2 separate regions of the Oryctolagus cuniculus genome follow, and region 1 is linked to region 2. A link is a contact called in public Hi-C data. All regions are on one chromosome and are shown on one strand. Each heading gives the region's core, a stretch centred on a gene start, on an enhancer-like site or on the middle of the called end of the contact. The rest is flanking DNA. Distances are from core to core; before and after follow the strand shown. Region 1 overlaps LOC103350144 (a long non-coding RNA gene). Region 2 holds the start of LOC103350144 (a long non-coding RNA gene).

Region 1 (6,313 bases), core at 330-2,829, 69 kb before region 2:
TTAAGTCCATATGTGTTTTAATGGACATTTTAATTACAGTATTTTATACCTACTCCTATATATGTCTAGAATTATATGTTTATAAGTTATGTTATTATAAATCTTTATGTTTAACTTTTGGTGATTGAAATCACATTGTATTTCACTTTTTTCAAGATGTCCATAATGTTTTCAATTGTACAATATCGAATATTTTTACAGGTTTTTGGAGTTCACATAACAAGTTCTCCCAACACCAGGAGGAAAATGACTTCAAAAATCTTTTCAAATAACAGTTACTTTCCTTCTCATTTTTTATGGACTCATGCTTTCCTTGTTCCTTGGTGAATGAGAGAGGGAAGAATGAAGAGAAAGAAAGAGCGAAAGTGACAGAGAATAATAGCAATTTTACCTGAATTTCTTAACAAATATTCATTCAATGTCTACTGACTGTATTTTCATATCACAGTAACTTTAACAAAAGTTGTTTTAGATTATGACTATCCTATTCTTTTTTGAATTTTGTACTTTAAGAGGAACTTAAATAGCATATGTAATCCTACTTTAAAAAGAATGCAGAAGATCCACAAGCAATTTCTTGTCTCATTTTTTCCTTCCTTCCCTATTCTCTTCTCTGCTTCCTTTTTTTTCTTGCCTATACTCCTTCATAGCTTAAAATAACAGTTACTAAAATGGACTCTATATTATTTAGATTAGGTCCATTTATTCACTTATCTGGAAATGAAATATAGCTATTTTCTGGTGGCATCTAATCAATTTTCAGAAAGTTTGAACCTCACTTCATCTAGGAATACAAGTAATGAAAAATAAAGTTTTAGTATCAAGGCCTGTAAACTAACATGCATATTTTATAATGATGATAAATCTATTTTGATCATGATTCTTCTTATCAAAGACACTTCATAAGTCATGATTCAGAGTGAATATAATGATAGGCCTCATAAACTAGACATTCACTGCTACAAATTCTTTTCAGGTGTTTTCATTGTAAGCAAATATTATAAATGTAAATTGTCAGTATCTCTTAAATACGGAATAATATGAAATATTTCTCTTTAATCACATAATCAAGGATGAGAAACAACCTCCATTTGGGAAGAACCCAACAGCTATGATAATGGAAATGATGGGACATGTTCATTAAATACTGAACACCCTCACCATACTTTGCTACCTGATTTATAGAATATGAAACAGAGAACATTTTTACATGTGTTCAAGTGATGTTATGTAAGGATGAAATCTAGAAGTGGAGATTAAATCCTGATATCACTGATGCCGGAGAGGTGTTTAGTTAAATGTAATATCCTTAACAAGAAAATAACTTTATTTTTAAGAAAATAAATCTCAGGTTTAGTAGCAACATCAACAATAGTAGCCCGAGGGCTAATTCTTCAGAAAGCATCTGGCTCTTGGCTCCATTCCTGGAAGAATTACATAATTTTTGTATAGATGTGTGCCTCAGAGAAAGGATCAGAGGGGACTGAAAGGAGTCATGGAGAAGGTGCTGCCTTAGACCTTATCAGCTTCCAATGGTTGACTGGCCTGCTGCTCTGGTTCCTTCCTCAGGAAGCCAAGATGTGCATGGCTGCCTCTGGATGAGTCATCAGCTTGGGCTCCCGAAGCTCTGTTGTGACTTGTTTGGGAAGGTTTCCATGTCAGGAAATTCGGGACACTTTATGACACTCATGCACGTCTTTGGCTGGTATGCACAGTTGATTTGGATCTGTACATAATGAGGCTAAGGTCAGGGGTTTGGTCTCTGCATAGGCCAATTAGCTTTTTTCTGCACAGCGATCACAGATGGTATATCTAAACCTGACTAACCAGGTGTCCTGCACGGATGAGCAACTCATGAGACAATGGACAAGTCACTGTGTATGATAAAAACATTTCCTCTACTCTTAGAAAAACTACTCATCCCTTTGTTAGCACCAACGTCATTTATTAAGTAAAACTGATTGGGTTATTTAGACAGTTTATGTGATTTTTTTCAGATAGAACTATCATTTGTAAGGAAACATTCTTAAAATTATGTTGTTATTAGTACTTTCTTCATATAAACTAGTTCTTTAAATTAAAATAAAAATATTATAAGACTAAAATGATAACCTTCAAAACTACAGGTAATCTTAAGAAATTGTTCAGATATTCAGTGTTTGTAGAATTGTAAAATTGGTGAAATTCCATAATTGAAATACACTAAAAATTTGTATGTGCCTCAAGTGAGATTTCCTAGTCCATGTATAGCTAGGATAATATTTTCATATCATCTACAATGTAAATTACATAATAGTGAAACATATGATCAGAAAAAATACAAAATGTGTGTTCATTTAAATTGCATAAAATTAATATCTCCAAGCAGTGACAATATGCACTTAATTTTTTCTCCTATTGTCACAATAATAGTGTTGCATATTGTTTTAAAGGCCTAAAATGCTAACATAGTGTTTTTAAACTGAAATATAAAATTATACAAGATTTAAACAATGAGGCTGGAGTACTAAATGCTTTCTGAAAAATATCTTCTTTCGTAGCATTTAATCTACCATGTCAGCCAAGCTTGAAGGAAACAGCAAAGCTCACCACATTCAATCACATGGAATGTCACATCTGTTGCAAACATATTACATAACATAACTGTGCTTTCATAGGCTATTGATTTTCACTATGAAGCATGAATAGATAGGTAAGTTCATATAGACAGAGGCCATACTATAGAAAACAAGAGTTTTACTTAAAAATAAATTATATAATGTCCTTTGCCTATTTGTTTTGCGCAATCATACATTATTAACCTTATCTTTACATTATAATGGATTGATACTATTGAAAAGAACAGAATGAAATATATTTCTATCAAAATCAATTCCAACTTGAGTGGGTAATAGTCCTACCTTTTGTGAGGCATTAACACCAAAATAACTGTTAGGAAAGGGAAATCTTAAATTTTAGTTCCTCTCTCTTGATTTCTGAATGCATCAAATTGTTTGTGAAAACTTAAAAGATTGAAACATGGTGTAATGGATAAATGCCTGGAATAAAATTCAGAAATGAGTATGTTCATGATACTGCACTTTATGTTATTATTCCTTCCTTAACCTCTCCTCTGAGTGATAACTTTTAACAGAGCATAAGGTGCCATCTATTTTTTGTCTCTTCCTCCGTCTTTGGTATTGTAGTGTAATATCACATTCCTCTTCAAATTTTCCCTGTCCACTGGAATACTTACTAATGCAGAAGTTTCTTTTATGTGGCTACCAGTGGGAGGAAGTGGGGTCATAATTCAGATGGTAGGCTTTCCTTTGGGTCAGTGCACAACTTTCTTTCCTCTCTAACAAACAAATGACAGCTCTAGATCAGAAGGATGGAGATCAAACCCAAACACCCTAAGTGCGTGGATTTCCTTTTTCTCTTACAAAAGAGGAAATACCACTTACCCACCCCTTCCTCTGAAACTGCATGACCTGCTCCTCTGGTACTGGATATTTGTGAGAAGCTAGAGGGCAGAACAGTCAGTGCATCTATCAGAACACAGTGCTTTACACACCTCCGTGAACATGCTTCTTGACCTCACTGATAACCCATAAGGGAGTATTTAAATCAACTTCCTCAGAGTCCAAGTCAGGTGATTTTTTGTCTGGAATAAATTTTGAAGTCCCAAATGAGAAAAAGGAAATTCTTCAGACACAATAAAAAGAAAAAAAAAGTCTTGGGGAAAAGAATGATTTTTTTGTACAGTCACAAAGACAAAACAAGTGTGTGTGTGTGCCCACACAAGTGTGTGTATTTTAGTCTTGATTGCTTTCTATCTTTTGATAGACAGATGGTATTTATCTAGGAAAACTTACCACAGTGGTATTTCAAAACTCTCTTCAGCAAACACATATGTTTCCACCTACTTGGTTCATTTTGTTTAACTGAGGTAACAGTTGAAACATAAATTCTAGTAACAATGTTGGTTTTGTTCCCCACGTAAGCTTTGTTTCATGATAGAATAAATATAATTGTAAAGAGTGACAGCTTGTTGTTTCTGTTCAATAAAGCCTTCTCATGCCTTCAAACAAAGCTATCCTGCCACAATAATAATAATAAAAACTGCTCTAAAAGCAATTCCTTTAACAAAAGGCAGGTGTCTCTGATACATAGTTTTAAAAATTTACAAACTTGGAATTACACAAATTTGAAGCTGACTACTAGTTTTTTCCATATTTTCTATATACAAGGTACATCGTTTTTTAAAAAATTATTTATTTGAGAGGCAGAGTTACAGAGAGAGAGAGGGAGAGACAAAGAGAAAGGTCTTCCATCCTCTAGTCCACTTCCCAAATGGCTGCAACTGTCGGAGCTATGCCAATACGAAGCAAAGAGCCAGGAGTTTCTTCTGGGTTTCCCACATGGGTGCAGGGGTCCAGGCCTTGGGCCATTCTCCACTGATTTCCCAGTCTATTAACAGAGAGCTGGATGGGAAGTGGAGCAGCTGGGACTTGAACCTGTGTCCATATGGGATGCCAGTGCTTCAGGCATAGTTTTAGCTGGCCTCTGGTAGCTCATTTCTAATGCAAAGAAAATAAAAGTGCATGTAGTCAATCAAGTAAAGTTAGTAAAACCCATGACACACTTGTAGGCATACAGAGAATGTAGTTTTTCTTTCCATATTAATTTGCAAATATTTTCAAAAGTCTTCTACATGTGCCAGACCTAAATCTTTGCAGTGAGTATTGGATGGGTGAGAAGTCAAATGCAGAGCAACCTGTTCAACATTCCTGCTGGACAGTATCCCAGGCTCTTAAGAAACATTAGTAACTGTGTCTTGTCTTCCTCTGATGTCTCTTTCTCTCCTAAATAAAGAAAAAGATTTGTTCTTTGCCTTGCTCTCTCAATTTTCCTCTACTGTGGTGGCCTTATTTATTCCAGACTCAACTGCATGGAGGTGATTCTAAACTGAAGGTAGGGTTTTCTCTAACATCACCATGGATATTGTGCAAGATTTTACATTTTAAATACAGAAATATGAACTCATCATCTTCTATGACTATCAGAGAAGCATCAAAGAACCATCATGATTCAGGATTCTGTTAATGATTATAGATTACATACCATCCCCCCATTACATTTATCAGAAGTCAGAGGACTGCTCCAGTATTTTGGAGCAAGTTTTATGGAGGAAAGTTGCCTGTTCCAACTCATTTCTGTCATTAGAATAGAAAAATATTTCAATACCTTAACCTCTTGATGCTATTGTACGCATTAAATCTTTTATACAGTTCTAAACAATAATATGTGATGCATAGTGATCATGGTGGAAAACAGTATTTATTTTATATAACAAATTTATTTGCTTCTTTATCCAAAATGTCTACCAGGATTAAATTAGTTTCTCTTGTGCTCTCTATCTCTACCTATTCAAAATCTAATGATAATTTGGAAATAAGTAATAATTTGATCAACTAAATGTAAGCTTTACCTCATTTTACTCTGTAATATTTAATACTTTCTTTCTAAAATGTATGTTATGCTCTAAGTGTATGCCATTTGCATGCTAATTTTATTCCCAAATTGATTACCTCTTAGGGTCAGGAAATTATTTCTTATGCATTTTTGAATCCCAAAATAAAATTTTTTCATTGAAGAAATTTTAATTTTAAAACTTCTTTGAATATAATAATACATTTTATTCAATAAAACATTAGAATTGTTAGGATTTCATAATCTGTTAATCACATTTTCTAGGTTTGCTATTTGTTCTTCTGAGTTCAAAGTTTGTATTTCTTTATAGGTTAACTGATAGAGAGGAGACTGGTGTAATCATGTCACTAAGTTTGGTTGATGATTTGTAGGTTGGATGTTCTGCTATATCCTTTAGTTTTAGCTACATAATTTATATGAAGAAAAATTATATAGAGTTTTACTATGCTATTCTGAATGAATGTCGTTTTTCTGAACATGAGCAATAAATTTACATAATGAATTATTGAGGTAGGGTTCGGTGGTATTTATGTGTAGAAGCTGATGAATTATGTAACCCATCAATTTCACAGCTCCTCCCCATCTTCAGAATAAAGCTACTTAATGGCAATTGGTGACTTGGGCTTATTGATTACAGAATTTAGGTGTATATTGAGGGGATATAGCTTAATGTAACTAATGTTCTTTGCCTTAGTATAACCTTAATAATGTTCAGTTTTCTTCTCTTTTTTAATGTTTCTTTTTTCTTTCCAGAAATCTCATATTTAAGGAATACAAACTTAATGCATTTCATAAGTACAACTTTAGGAACATAGTGATTCTTCCAACTATACCCACTCTG
Region 2 (5,969 bases), core at 377-2,876:
TATCTCATCTTTCATTAACTCATAGAGATTGGAATTCTGGTGCCAGAAAGCAAGTGTAGTTGATAACTCACTCACGGGAAACAGTTTTCTTGTTTTGAACCCCACAAACTTGAATGAAAACATTTCATTCTGTGGAATGAAAATATTCTTGATTACAGATCTTCCATACAAAATTAAATAAGAGTTGATTTTTTTACTGTAAACGTGAGTCTTTCTGTTATGAAGAAATGGGAGAGAAGACAACAAATCAGAGAATATAAGCATGATGTTCCAATTCTCATTAGAACTTTTAGACAACAGCAATGAGTTAAATCTTGAATCAGAATATTTGCACTTGACCCTCAGCATTGATTCACTCACAGTACACTATATATTTCAGTTGACTATAGGATTTTGGTGATGAATGATTTTCAGCCAGGGAATGGAATCCTGTGATTCTGAAATGGTTGACTCACTATGAAATGAGAACAAGTCAAAAACCATCTGGAACAGGATGTGACATATCTTATCTGTCTTCTGAGATACAAAGAACCAAGCAGTGTTTTATTATACTAGGAAACATCTTTTCTTCCGTCTATAGATGATAATGCCCTCAGTCAAGAATTTCCTTTTTATTCCCTATACTTTGATAGAGAAGATATTTTCTACAGAGAAATATAAAGTCCGATATTTCTTGGTAAAATAAATTGGCAGCCATTGGCAGTGAAATATAATCACTGTGAAGCCAATGAACAGTTTCAAGGGGGCCGTTTGATGGTCTTCTTGTAGAACACTAAATATTTAATTGGAAAAGTGAGTCTCTTAGGGAAGGATCACTAATTACTCCTGTCTCTGTAACCCCTTTGAAATGTGTGGCTCAGAGGAAACAAACTTGAATTTCCCCAAATACTGAAAATTTATTATTATTAATTCTTACCTTTGATTATCTGCTATATGATAACACTATGAAATTTATCTTGTTTTGTGTTATTTGGATACTTTGTTTACAAAAGGGAAAAAGGAAAAGGATATGGTGAATATATGTTTTCATTCTTCCTTATTGCTTTTCAATCCTTAAGTGTTTAGTATTTCCATGAAAGTGTTTGTAATGAGAAAATTATGGGAATGTTGGATACAAGACATGGATGACTTTTTAGTATCTGTTTATTTGTATAACTTTGTTTTGGGGGATGACAAATGTAGTGTGTCTCAGGTTGCTTTCTAAGGTTTAAAATATGTAAAACAACAAAACTAATGAAAACCTTTCTGTTTGTTTTCTGCCACCCAAGGAATCAGCGCACTGTGTGGAGAGGACTTCTCTGTAGGTGTTGAGCAGATCAGAGTGATCCAGGCATGCTGCTTATTTCAGTAATATGTTGCTACTACTGCTTTATTCAGTGAACACTTTTACAGAATTGTAGGCGATAAAAAGAAAGAAATTCTCTCGATATAATGTTTAAATAAGTACCTCAAATTCTATGGTGCCTATTTGGTCTTGAAAATATTTTCCCATGTTTTCTTTAGATTGTGCCTAAGTGGAAGTCAAATAAGTTCTAAAGTTATTATTATGTATGCATTGATGTACACATGAAGCTGTTAACACAGGCATCTTTGACAGGGCAAGCTTGGAGTGACTTCCCTGAAGTTGTTATCCTGAACTGTCTGATTTTCCTCTTCCCTTTTTGTTGAATACATCTTTTTAGAAAAAGGGCGTAATGCAGAAGGAGCCACAAAACATTTTGATTTTGCTCCTTTGTGTGTCATATCAGCCAAACTATTTAACTTAAAAAAATGAGGAAAAATAATGCTTGTAGGCTACGAATATATGCCAAGTTTATACCAACATCACATATTTTATTACTGATTTATAAATCTCTCAAAAAGGATAGAAATGTTGACACATTAATAATGCTAACATAATGAATTCTGCATTCTTCAAGAAAAAATACAGGAAAGAAATAAAATGGACAATGATAATCTAAGGAAGTGGAAATTTCTTAATAAAGCACATGAGCTATTTTGTTTTCATAAAGATTTTTACTTTCTATATTTGTTTCATGAAAAAACTTACTACAGATTATTTTATATTAACAATGAACATCTGATATTTTACTATTATTTCAAAGAAATTTAAAATTTAAATGATATTTAAACAAATAAGTGGTAGTTTTCATGCTATCATGAAATGCTTTCTTCTTTTGCAGGTTTTTATGTGTTAATTGTGAATTCTGTAAACTTATGTTTTAAAAAGAAAGCAAAAATATTAAATATAAACAAGATTATTCCTCAGTTTTTTAATCCATCTGGTAAAATATCAAATACATTTAAAATGATAATTTCCGATATTTCTATTGTTAAAGAAAAAATAGATATAATTGTAACATATCAGAAAGCGAATTTGAGAGTCTGTACTACCAATCCTAAAATTCATGTATATAATCTCAATCATTACACTATACAGACTTATCATAAGTTTTAAGTTAATGATTTGGTTAAACATTTATAAATTGATATTATGTGCATATCATCTTAAAATTATAAGAAATTATGTGAAAAACAGAGAAGACATTAACTTTATTATGGTGCACAGGTATCTAGAATGTTGAGTAAATTTAAAGAAAAATTTCTGAAAGATATTCAATAAACTGAGGGAGCTAGTATAAAGTTAACTAAAATATAAACATAAATAGAAACAATAATATAGATAACAGATATAACAGGATATAAAAAAATTAAATCTCTTCCAGTCACTGATATAAAACAATTAAGGCATTTGCCAAGTCATCATATGCACATTTACAAAGTAAATTTTTTAGAATCACTTTAAGGATTTTGAATTTCCTTAGCCACTTTAAGACTTCAAGATAGCAGATGAGCAAGTATTCAAATGAAGATAGTTTTTTGTAAAGGCTGTGTTTTGAGTCCAATCCTCTCTGTTGCCCCAGATTAAAAGAATTTCTTGTCCTTTTTCATCAAACCAGTTGATAGTGGTCTTCTACAGAGTTTTAAGAGAGCTTTTATGTGTTCCTCTACAACTAGGTGTGACAAATTCTAGTCTAACTCCCACCTTACACATGTGTGATGGAAGTGGACTAACCAACCGCACGGGTTGCTGAACTGATGAAGAACTACTTTGATGAGAAGGATTTGCAAACCTAGACTTAGCTGAGGCAATAATCAATGAGTGATTGGTGACAAGATAAGAGCAACCAGGAGTAGATGCTTATAACTGTTTCAACTCTTGTTTTATTGGACAGCCAGCAGAGATGCTTCAGTGATAGCAAACTGGGAGTTAAACACCTGCAGGCTGCGAAGAATGCGTACTAATGACCACCCTCACCATCCACGGGAGTCAAAGGAACTGCTTGAGGAAAAGCCATCAGTATCCTGCCCCAAATTTATGAAATTAAATAATTTCTCTGAGATACCTTTTGTATGCTAATTATCTGCAACTGCAATTAGTGAAAATTTAAATAATCAGTTTGGAGAATAGTAAACTGCATACAGAGATCTTTTATAGCTTTGCCATCAGAGAGACCTAAATTCAAGTCCAGTTCTACCCATGATTAAAATGAGTAATATTTGACAAATTAATTAACCTCTTGAAACTACAGCTTTATCATCCATTTTGTAAAGGGATAATAATGCTACCTAACTCCCAGAGTTAGAGTGAGGATTAAGTGTGATAATGAATGTAAAACATTTAATCCAGTGTCTTGTAAGTAGTAAATGCTCAGTAAATCTTAATTACATTATTATCATTATATTCCTTGTCATGCAGAGGAAAACATCAGGGACAATCATCATGGCAAATAGTACTGAGCATCTTTCCTCACCTATATCAAGGGGATAGAGATGACCTCATCATGCTTAAAGTAGCCTTGTAAACCAAGGCCATTTAAAAACCGAATTTTAATATTTTTGAAAACCTGAACATGCATGTCTTAATTAAAATTGCCGAGTTTCCCGAAAATGTTCTAGTAGGGAAAAAGCCAACAATGAGAAATAAACCTCTACTCTTTCTTGGATTGCCAGCAATAAGTGGAAATTCCACAAAATATCTATGTCCCCACTGGGAGTATTTCCATAAACAACATCCGTTATTTATTCTCAGGACAATTTGTAACCTGCTGGAAAACGATACAAGGGCTCTCCTGCTCTTTTTTGTATTATCTGACTCAGGCACATAAAGTTCATCACCACACCATTTGCACTCTGTTCCTGCCAGTGTCACAAATGGTTTCAGCAGCAGGAAGCTCACAAATGTTGATTGTAATTAAACAAAGCAACTTTACTCTCAGGCATAGGAAGAAGTGCTTTTCACCATGTGAGCACTTAGCCTAGAGCTCAAGATTTTAAAGATTAAACTAAAAGTATGTGCATTGTTCTTGGGAAGGAGAGCCAGTGGCCTGCAGTGAGTCTCCATGATTGTAAGTTGTAGGTGCATGACTTTGAATCCCTGATCTATAATTTACTGAGCAGTCATACTCCTTTCATGTTTCAATACTCGACTTGGCAAATCTGATTTCCTTTACCACCAATCCCTCTGGTTCATTTTCTCCAACTATGTGGTGTGGGCCCCCTGCAGGAAGCCTGATACCACCCTCCTGCTGCTCTGTCCACCTGTTTAGAATTTACATCCAAATTTCATCTAAAACATACCATTTTCCCCCTGGAGAATAGCGAGTTAATATATTTACAAATTCCAGATGAATTAGATACATTTGAGGGCTTTACAGTTTCAGATTTTGCAAAGTAGTCTTTGATGCAGCTGGCAGTCTCCACTTTTAGATTAAAATCAAAACAGAACCCCCACCCAATAAAAGCCAAACAAAACAAGGCACAAAAAGAATTCCTTCTATGCACATTTTGTGAATATTTTACCCCTCTAACCATGGCATTCAACATGCCAGTTCCAGACACAAATGATTATATGCATTTTAGGTTAGCTTTTTCTTAATAAAAACAGACAGAATTTCTTTTTCATGGGAATTATGCACTATTTCTGAAGTGCTGGGCTACCTGGCTCCTCAGGCAACTCTCCATCTATCAGAGCTCGGAGCTCAACTTCCTTCTTCCTTCTTCCTAGTAAATTGCATTAGCATAGATTACTTTGCAGTGAACATTGTATGGGCTTATTTAATCAATGTCAGCAGAGTCTTCATACTTGTAAGCTTATTCATGAGTTTCTCTTTGCTGTTTCTTAAAATATTTTCAATTGAGGGACATGAATAAGGGTTCTGGTGGTAAAGAGCTTCTCTAATTTAATATGCTCCTGCTAGAAAACTCGAGCTTCTGGAGATAATTCTGAAGAACAGATGTCTGCCTTCCAAAGTGGAAAATACGCATCTGCTTCCTAAATGTCAAAACAATGATAGTAAAGTTATAGCAGGCGCTTGTGAAGGATTGAGTGGGTGTTCCAAAGCCAGATAGCTGGGCCTTCCTGGTAGACACCTGAGACATGTGCCACAAAGCATACACATTATCCTAGCCGCACACACCTGCAGTTTCAAAAGAAGGAAAGAAAAAAAGAGACCAAGAAAGAGTCAGATTGGAAGAAATTGCACTATCTATGGTATAGTAACTTAGTTGCTGGTCTGGCTATTAGAAGTTTGAGATGCCAGCATGACTATCTCTTTAAATATTTCAACAGCATTTCTTTCTTTTATGCTATATTGGACTTACCTGGAATCATTTAGTCACAGTTTCCTATCTCTCCATCGGCACAGGTTTTGGTTTCTGTTACCTGTGGATCAGTTTGTTTTCTTCCAAATGCCTGCATTTACGGAATGTGGTCAGGAACTGACTGGGTTCAGAATAAACTAGGTTGATTATTTCTTCCTGTGCAGTCAGTACACAAGCCTACAGGAAGGAAAGAACACGTTTTTCCCCCTTAAAATAGTGTTTTCACTGTTATACAACAGAGAACAAATAAAAAGGTCAGCTGGAGTGTCAATATTTTCTATACAGAATGCTAGACATTTTAATGT

The links. Hi-C and Micro-C count contacts between places; a contact is called where the count stands out from the background.
Region 1: a contact with region 2 is called in a Hi-C map of an unstated tissue, with 2.1 times the contacts expected there. The contact joins two enhancer-like sites. A contact is called at or near these places in 2 of 6 Hi-C or Micro-C datasets (psoas muscle and an unstated tissue).

What each region holds. Positions count from the first base shown.
Region 1 is chr7:92,639,752-92,646,064 of mOryCun1.1, reverse strand. It overlaps LOC103350144 (a long non-coding RNA gene), which reads right to left. Exons shown (of 7, transcript XR_001794514.3): 7 at 4,235-4,559. Among named protein-coding and RNA genes, the nearest start is that of ADGRL4, 63 kb to the left of the region's middle. Within about 2 kb of position 1,579, at least 2 of the 8 cell types and tissues checked have an H3K27ac peak or open chromatin away from gene starts, as enhancers often do.
Region 2 is chr7:92,570,863-92,576,831 of mOryCun1.1, reverse strand. It overlaps LOC103350144 (a long non-coding RNA gene), which reads right to left and starts at 5,871. Exons shown (of 7, transcript XR_001794514.3): 1 at 5,665-5,871. Within about 2 kb of position 1,626, at least 1 of the 8 cell types and tissues checked has an H3K27ac peak or open chromatin away from gene starts, as enhancers often do.